2 separate regions of the Gossypium hirsutum genome follow, and region 1 is linked to region 2. A link is a contact called in public Hi-C data. All regions are on one chromosome and are shown on one strand. The core of a region is the stretch at or near the end of the contact, and the rest is flanking DNA. Distances in the headings are between cores, read along the strand shown.

What was found. A called contact is a pair of places that touch in the nucleus more often than the background predicts.
Region 1: a Hi-C map of leaf shows a contact between it and region 2, with 3 times the contacts expected there. The contact joins the promoter of LOC107887254 here to the promoter of LOC107962682 in region 2. A contact is called at or near these places in 3 of 34 Hi-C or Micro-C datasets (all in leaf).

The regions. Positions count from the first base shown.
Region 1 is chrA06:17,834,948-17,838,456 of Gossypium_hirsutum_v2.1, forward strand. It overlaps LOC107887254, which reads right to left and starts at 1,985. Exons shown (of 8, transcript XM_016811444.2): 1 at 1,706-1,985; 2 at 959-1,026; 3 at 147-294; 4 at 1-69. The coding sequence starts at 1,975. LOC107887256 (thioredoxin-like 2, chloroplastic) reads right to left here. Exons shown (of 4, transcript XM_016811446.2): 3 at 3,203-3,367; 4 at 2,317-2,688. The coding sequence ends at 2,539. LOC107887258 (a long non-coding RNA gene) reads left to right here and starts at 1,859. Exons shown (of 3, transcript XR_001681095.2): 1 at 1,859-2,655; 2 at 2,751-3,001; 3 at 3,130-3,509.
Region 2 is chrA06:17,349,461-17,352,924 of Gossypium_hirsutum_v2.1, forward strand. LOC107962682 (F-box/LRR-repeat protein At4g29420) reads right to left here and starts at 1,383. Exons shown (of 2, transcript XM_016899160.2): 1 at 764-1,383; 2 at 1-274. The coding sequence starts at 1,217. LOC107962681 (probable caffeoyl-CoA O-methyltransferase At4g26220) reads right to left here. Exons shown (of 6, transcript XM_016899159.2): 2 at 2,936-3,030; 3 at 2,779-2,858; 4 at 2,548-2,692; 5 at 2,278-2,409; 6 at 1,785-2,198. The coding sequence starts at 3,004. The coding sequence ends at 1,908.

The DNA of each region.
Region 1 (3,509 bases), core at 735-3,234, 490 kb after region 2:
AAGCTCTTCCTCATTCATACCCATTCCAACTACCCGTTCTTGCTTGTATCCTTTTGGAAAATGACTGACCTAAACATAAAATCGAGAACAGCATCATGAGAATGCGATAGAGGAAGAGGGTGATCTCAACATCAAGAATGTCTTACCCAACTACTGCACATATCCAAGATGCTCACTCCAGGAGTATTGCTGGGAGGGAAAACCTCTGAGTAGTATTTAGTAAGTGCGGCAATGGCTGCATCATCAATATGTGTAACAAAGCGTGGAGCTTCATAGAACAATGAATCTGGTGTTCTGAAAGGTGAATTAAAGCTATGAAAATCTGAAACTCATCAATATGCTTAACATTGAGGATAAAACTTGGAAATTATTGAAGCAAAGTGCAAACTTTCAGCTAAATGATATCTGCTAGATTGAACCACTCGCTGAAGCATTAAATCCTTTAATCAGTATAATATTGGATGATTTATGCAAGGATAGGTATGGAGTGCTGAGAGATTTCCTGTTTGTTTAGCGTTACTAATCAACTTCTTTTTTCCTATTTTATATGGCAAAATCTAGAGGAAATTATATGCGATACAGGTAACAAGTTTGGACTGCTTGATTGAAACATAAAGCCCCTAGTCTTTGAGAAATAATAGATTCCACAGACTCGTGTTTTAATCTTGTTACTTTGTTTAAGTTAGAACAAAGAGTTTTGCCTAACATCTTGCACTTTCGCAAGTCTCGTTCTTCTATAACTGACGAAAGATGCTTGAAAATTTACTTCTCCAAATTCCGACCAGAAATCCCAAATGTGAATAATCATCAAGAAGATGGTCAGTACGAAGCAGCAACAAGGATATAAATGCAAGGAATAACCAAAGCAGGAACAAAATGAGATGAACAACCTCAAGGAAAGCCGAAATTTAACATAAGAGTTCAATTTAAACAGCAAGATGTAGTTTGGATTATTTACTCATTGAAGCGTTGGAAATCCTCGTCCTTGAAGGGGAACTGCTCTGGCCATTCCACATTCTGCAATGCCTGTGAAGCCAAGCAAGGAGATTTGGTGAACTATAGAATTAGGACAATGGTAGAATGATGAGAACTCCAGAAAGTAACTAAAAGCATACATGAACTGGAAAGCAAGAAACAGAAGAGGCTATTAAACTCCACCAAGCACTTCGATTCATAGGTTAGCTGTTTTTACTTGTGAATTCGAGCGCATGAAACCATTCACTGCTACCAATTGCATTGCAGGACCTAATTGGGGTTCGGGAACTCAGCTCAAAGTCATATCTGATTTAAGAACTTGTATGCATCATTACGTTCATTCTCAGTGAATCCGACGCAATTGCTTCATATCAAAGTATATACCTTTTAAGCCTTTGGTGCTGAACTGAAGAACTAAAGGCCTATAAGATTTGTTGCCTACCCGCCTATACAATTTTCATGAAGAATAATAAATAAATGAAGTGCAAAATTTTATTTTATTATAGGCCAAGAATTAATCAACTATACAATCCAATGAACTTAATCTTTATTATGGTCAAGCATCAACTAATGAGTTAGGAGGTTCTTTTCTTCCATTTTGATACAAACCCATTTTCAAAAGCTTATAAATTGCCTATAAAATTTAAATAACCCACAAGCTATTAATGAAAAAAAAAACCCAGGAAACAAATGGAAGAAAAAAGAAATAATAATCAATTGGAAAATAAACCTGTTCAACAGCACCATTTAGCCTTGCAGAAGCAATAAAAGATTTGCTATTGCTGGCCATGTTCATGTACTGAGCCCAAAATGAAGCCCCTAAGCCTACCACCAGTCTACGTGGCAGCCTACCACCATTGTTCCATTTTTTTAGCTTACACGAAAGACTAGAGACAGAAGCAACAGCCGGAGCATGAATTGTAGCGGAAATTAAGCGAGAATAACAAACACCAGTCAAGACGGGAAACCTTTGTTGCAGTTGAAGTCCGAGGATTGCCATGTTTGATGTCACCCCATCGTATATATAGGTTTGTACTTTTATATGATGCTACCTGGGATATGATATCAGGCACGTGGGGCATTGACAACCGTCAGATCTGTTGTGGGTGTAGTCTGTATACTTTGATATCTTATCTTAATATTAGTGATTCAGATTGGGTTTACGTGGATATCTTACTCGTCATCTATTGTTTCCAAGGTCCACGATTTCTTCACTTCATTACAATGGCTGCTAGGTTTGATCTACTTTGTGAAAGCCGCATACATCCCATTTTAAGACATCGAATTTCTTATATTGTACGGATAGAGTTCGAGGGAGAAAAAAGGTAAGGATGATTCAGATTTCAGAAACATGGGAATTTGATTTCCACTTGACTTTGGAGGTTACATATATAACAGGCAGAATAAGAATGAAAAAGAATGCTGCAAAGCTACGAATTCCTACTTGAGTATTCTTTTACACAGAAAAATGCCAATATACAGGAATACTATTAAGATCAGCTGAAAATGAGTGTCGACTGGATGTGCAATATAAGTGGACATGCACATGTGGAGACACAAGCTTTATAAAGAATCGCTTGTTTGGGTTAACACGGCTGGCTTCTCAATTGGTGCAGATACAGATTCGAGATTCAGGTCTCTGACCGCCTTTGACGGACCAATGTGGCAATGCGGTTGTCTGTGAGTTTTGATAGCATCCTTTATTTTCTGAAACTGCATATGATAAGGAAAAGCAGCTAATCATTTTATTTTGAATATTTCTTTAAATGATGCAGTTGCATAAGAAAATTGGTCATCTATACATGCAAGTCAGAAGCCTAAATATGCATAAAGAAGAGTCTTCTAGTACGAATCCCCTTATGGTTGTCCTTCCACCTTGAATATTTCTCTTCCTATTCACTTAACCAAATAACCACCACCAGAAAGAGGGAAAAAAGGAATCATTATTCTAACATGCAGCATTTCAAGCAAGTTACAGTATGCTGAGAGATTCTTCTGATGGTGCACCTATGGTCGAGCAAGCAAGGTATTCTAGAACCAGATTTCAATGCATCAACCTCTTTTCAAGGACAGTGGTCTAATGTTGGGCTAAATTTTCCTATGATTATTCTATGGCTAACTTCTTTTTTTCCCCCTTTCTATTCCATTTCCCAGCACTCAAGTGGAGAACAGTTAACTTATACAAGTGCAAACATGACCATGGGCTCGGAGGGGATAAAATACAAACCTTGGCTAGCGAACAAGAAAATGATTCCAGTTGACCATGTGCACCCCGGTAGAAGTGGAAATAAGGAAGCACCTTCACATTCAAACTTTTACACATAGGCTTATTCTCATCAAAATTGACTTTGAGGAACAAAATTTCAGGGTTTTCTTGGGCTGTCCTGCAGAGCTGCCAGATTCATCAAAAGGCAACATCAGGAAAAACTCACCATAATTCAGAAACAACATCAGCTATTTCAAAAAGTGGATAACATTAAATGCTTCAAACATTAATTACTTAAAGAGCACAGCTATTAGCCTGATTTGAGAAA
Region 2 (3,464 bases), core at 133-2,632:
AGGTTGGGAGCAAAGATAGTCAGAGACAGAGGAGCATTTGACACCGTCCACAAGCATGATTTAAGATGCAAGAGATGAATCTTGGGATCTTTAAGTCCTCCAACGCCAACCAAGTTTAGAACTTGAAGAGAAGGAAAACATTCATTAACTTTGTTTAGGTCCTCATCTTCAAGTCTAATAAATTCAAGTGTCAAACTTGTTAGCCTAGTCATTGGATTTAATCCATCAACCGAGAGCCAAGCATTCTTCACCTCTAGCTCCATAAGACCATTGCCTACATACACAAAAAAAACAAAGGCAATGGCCTTTGCATAAGCAATAATATAACTTAAAGAATAAGAGAAAAGTTTTAATCTTTTATGGAACCAAAACAAAACTGACACTGAATTTATTTCCTATGTTATCAAGAATGCGGACCGGACTGGTTCAGTACGAGTAACCCAACTCACTATATTAGATTGTTTACCATTTTTGTATATATATTTTTTGTGTTTATGTATATATGTTAACGGGATAATTGCTCTTACTGAATTGGAACACAAGCGATTCAAAATGGCCGGGAGATAGTAGTAACAGAGTTCATTTCTAAAGGTATGCTTAACCATCATTCACTATCCTATCTCTCAAAATTTTAACACAATTTAAGCTTCACAAATACAATTTACCTTAAAACGACTCCATTAAGTTCAATTTCAAACTAATTATAGTGTATCCAAATACCAAATAAGAAATAAAATGAAATTGCAGGCGCCAAGAAACTCACAACAAGAAGAAATCAAGCTCAAAATCTGAGATTTCCTCCAGCAAGACTGTATCCAAAAATCCGAAATCGATAGCTTCCCTAGGTCGCCGCAAACCTTGGGCAACCACTCCTTGACGAACCCCACATCAGTCAAATACAAATCATCCGACTCGTCATCCACGTCGTCATACGAGATATTCCTGAGCGATTTATCGACTCCAATTGAGATTGAGTTAAGACAGGGAGCCTGGCCGACAAGGTTATTAAAGATTGCCTTGAAAGGAGTGACGTGGTCCTTGGTCTCCGGCGAGCGGGATTTGAGGTAGCGAGACAAGGTGCAGAGGAGGTTAAGGGAACGGACCTCGCGAGTGAGAGAGTTGAGTGTTTTGGAGGCGACTCGGCACCGAGCAACGTCGGCAGAATCAGTGAGACGACTGAGGATATCAACGACAAGAGATGGGGGAAGATCATCCATTGAGAAAAATTGAAGAGGAAAAGGGAAAATAAGACAAGACAGCTGAATGGAAGGTGTTAGGAATTGTTTCAAACGGTATTACTACCATTCAGAATCTGACCAACTTACATAATGGTCATGTTTTTCATTTTAATATCTAAAATGCCATTTTCAGGTTGTATCCAAAATTACGATAACATCTCCAATGACTGTTGCAAATGTCTAAAAAGCCATACAAGCGATTAAAACGACAACTGAATGCTATGCTAGTTATTTGTTTTTAGGCATGTTTTACTTGTCACCCAATAATTAATTAATTTTTAAAAAATTTAAAAAAAATTTATATCTTTTATATTTTTTGAAATTTTAAATATTAAAAAATTATTTATTTATTGATACGACATCCACCTAAATATCATACCAACAAAATTAATAGGCATTACTTTTTCTTTTTTTTTGAGAAATTTAACAAACAATTTTAAATTTAAGTGTTAAAGAAAAATTAAATAGAAGAAAATTGGAGGACAAATCTAACCAAACCATTACCATCCTAGACTAGAAGCAGTCGAAAGCCCAAGACCAAACATATGAATGAAAATGGTGGCCTTTGTGACTCTTTGTTTAACTTTCATTATTCCTTGACTGACATAGTAATTGAACAGGGAACCACCACAAACATGTTTAAAATGGTTTAAGCTTTGGATAATAAGTTCAGTGCATACGCCTACAGATTGTGATCCCATCACCTAATGGAGCAAGCGAAATTTCGACACGAGGATCCGCTGCCAGCAACTTGTTAAATTCCAGTGTTCTTTGTCTGCCCTCTCTCAGTATCTCTGGAGTGCACTCTTCCGGCATTGCAACTGATCCCGCCCACAGTGTGTTATCATACACAACAATCCCACCAACCTTCACCAATTTCATCAACCTCTCGTGATACTTCCAGTAATTGATCTTGTCGGCATCAATAAAAGCAAAGTCGAAGCCGTTTTCATTTCCAGGCTGAAACAGGAAATAATGACAAATGCAAGGACAGTGAATGAAAACTAAGAACAAGGATTTTAAAATACTTCATCCTTACATCTTCAAGGAGCTGGTCAAGGACCGGCAAAGCTTCTGACTCTATGAATTCGATTTTGTTCTCGACACCGGCTTTTCTGATAACTGGTAACCCTATCTCATATGCCTCTCGATTCATATCTATGGCTACAATCTAAACAAAAACAAATGGTAAAAAAGAGTATATAGACGACATTGAGTAAATGGCCCTCAAACCTCCACAGGTCAATTCTACAGATTGCTTACTTGCGGGCTAAGGTATTAGTCTTGGTGGAAGAGATGTATTATATACCTTGCCATCCTCTGGGATTGTAAGAGCAGTGCGGAGAAGGGAGTATCCGGTGAAAACTCCGACTTCAATTGTCCTTTTCGCATTTATAAGCTTCAAGAGCATGGCAATTAGCTGCCCTGCATCAGGTGCAGTAGCCATTATAGCCCTGTAAAATAACAATTTAAGTACAAATCAATTCAATTCATTTCATTTCATAAGCTAACACAGTAATTTTACAATGTAATCTACTACCTTGGGTGGGTAGCAGTCATATCCCTTAGCTCTTTCAACAGCTCCGGTTCACGTGGATACACATTAGTCTCTAATAAATACTGTCACATTATTGAAAAATGTCTTAAGAAACTAAACAAGATAAAAAGAAATGAAATGATTTAAGTGAGAGCAATACCTGATACAGTTCTCCACTTTGCAATAACCCCTTGCTGAAAATTGCTGATCTTTTCTTTTCATTATCCATACCTCTCAAATTGTTCCTAACAATAACTTCACATTATATAATGTAAAAACAATTTCTACAAAACTGGCTCTGTAGTTCATAATGGAAACTAATTGTGACTTGAAAATAGAGACATGGAAAAAAAGGGCATGGTTTCAAAATCTGGAGCCATGTCCACCATTAACATTTCATGATCCAAAAGATCAATAGAGCAACTAAAATCGACAGTGAAGAGCTTAATTGGCAGGATGGCAACCCAAAGAAAGAGAAATTGAAAAGTTGAGTATGGATGGAAGATCGATCCTAAGCATATAACCAATGAACAGTCTGAATAAATTAACACAAAGTTGATAATTCAAAGGATGATTAAATTCGGTGGTCCTGCTAGGGTAACACCCCTTACCTTGTTTCACAAGAAATTTGTCTTGCCATGGAGTTATTCTCTTGTTTTCACTAAGAATCCATGGAAGAATTTAGAAAT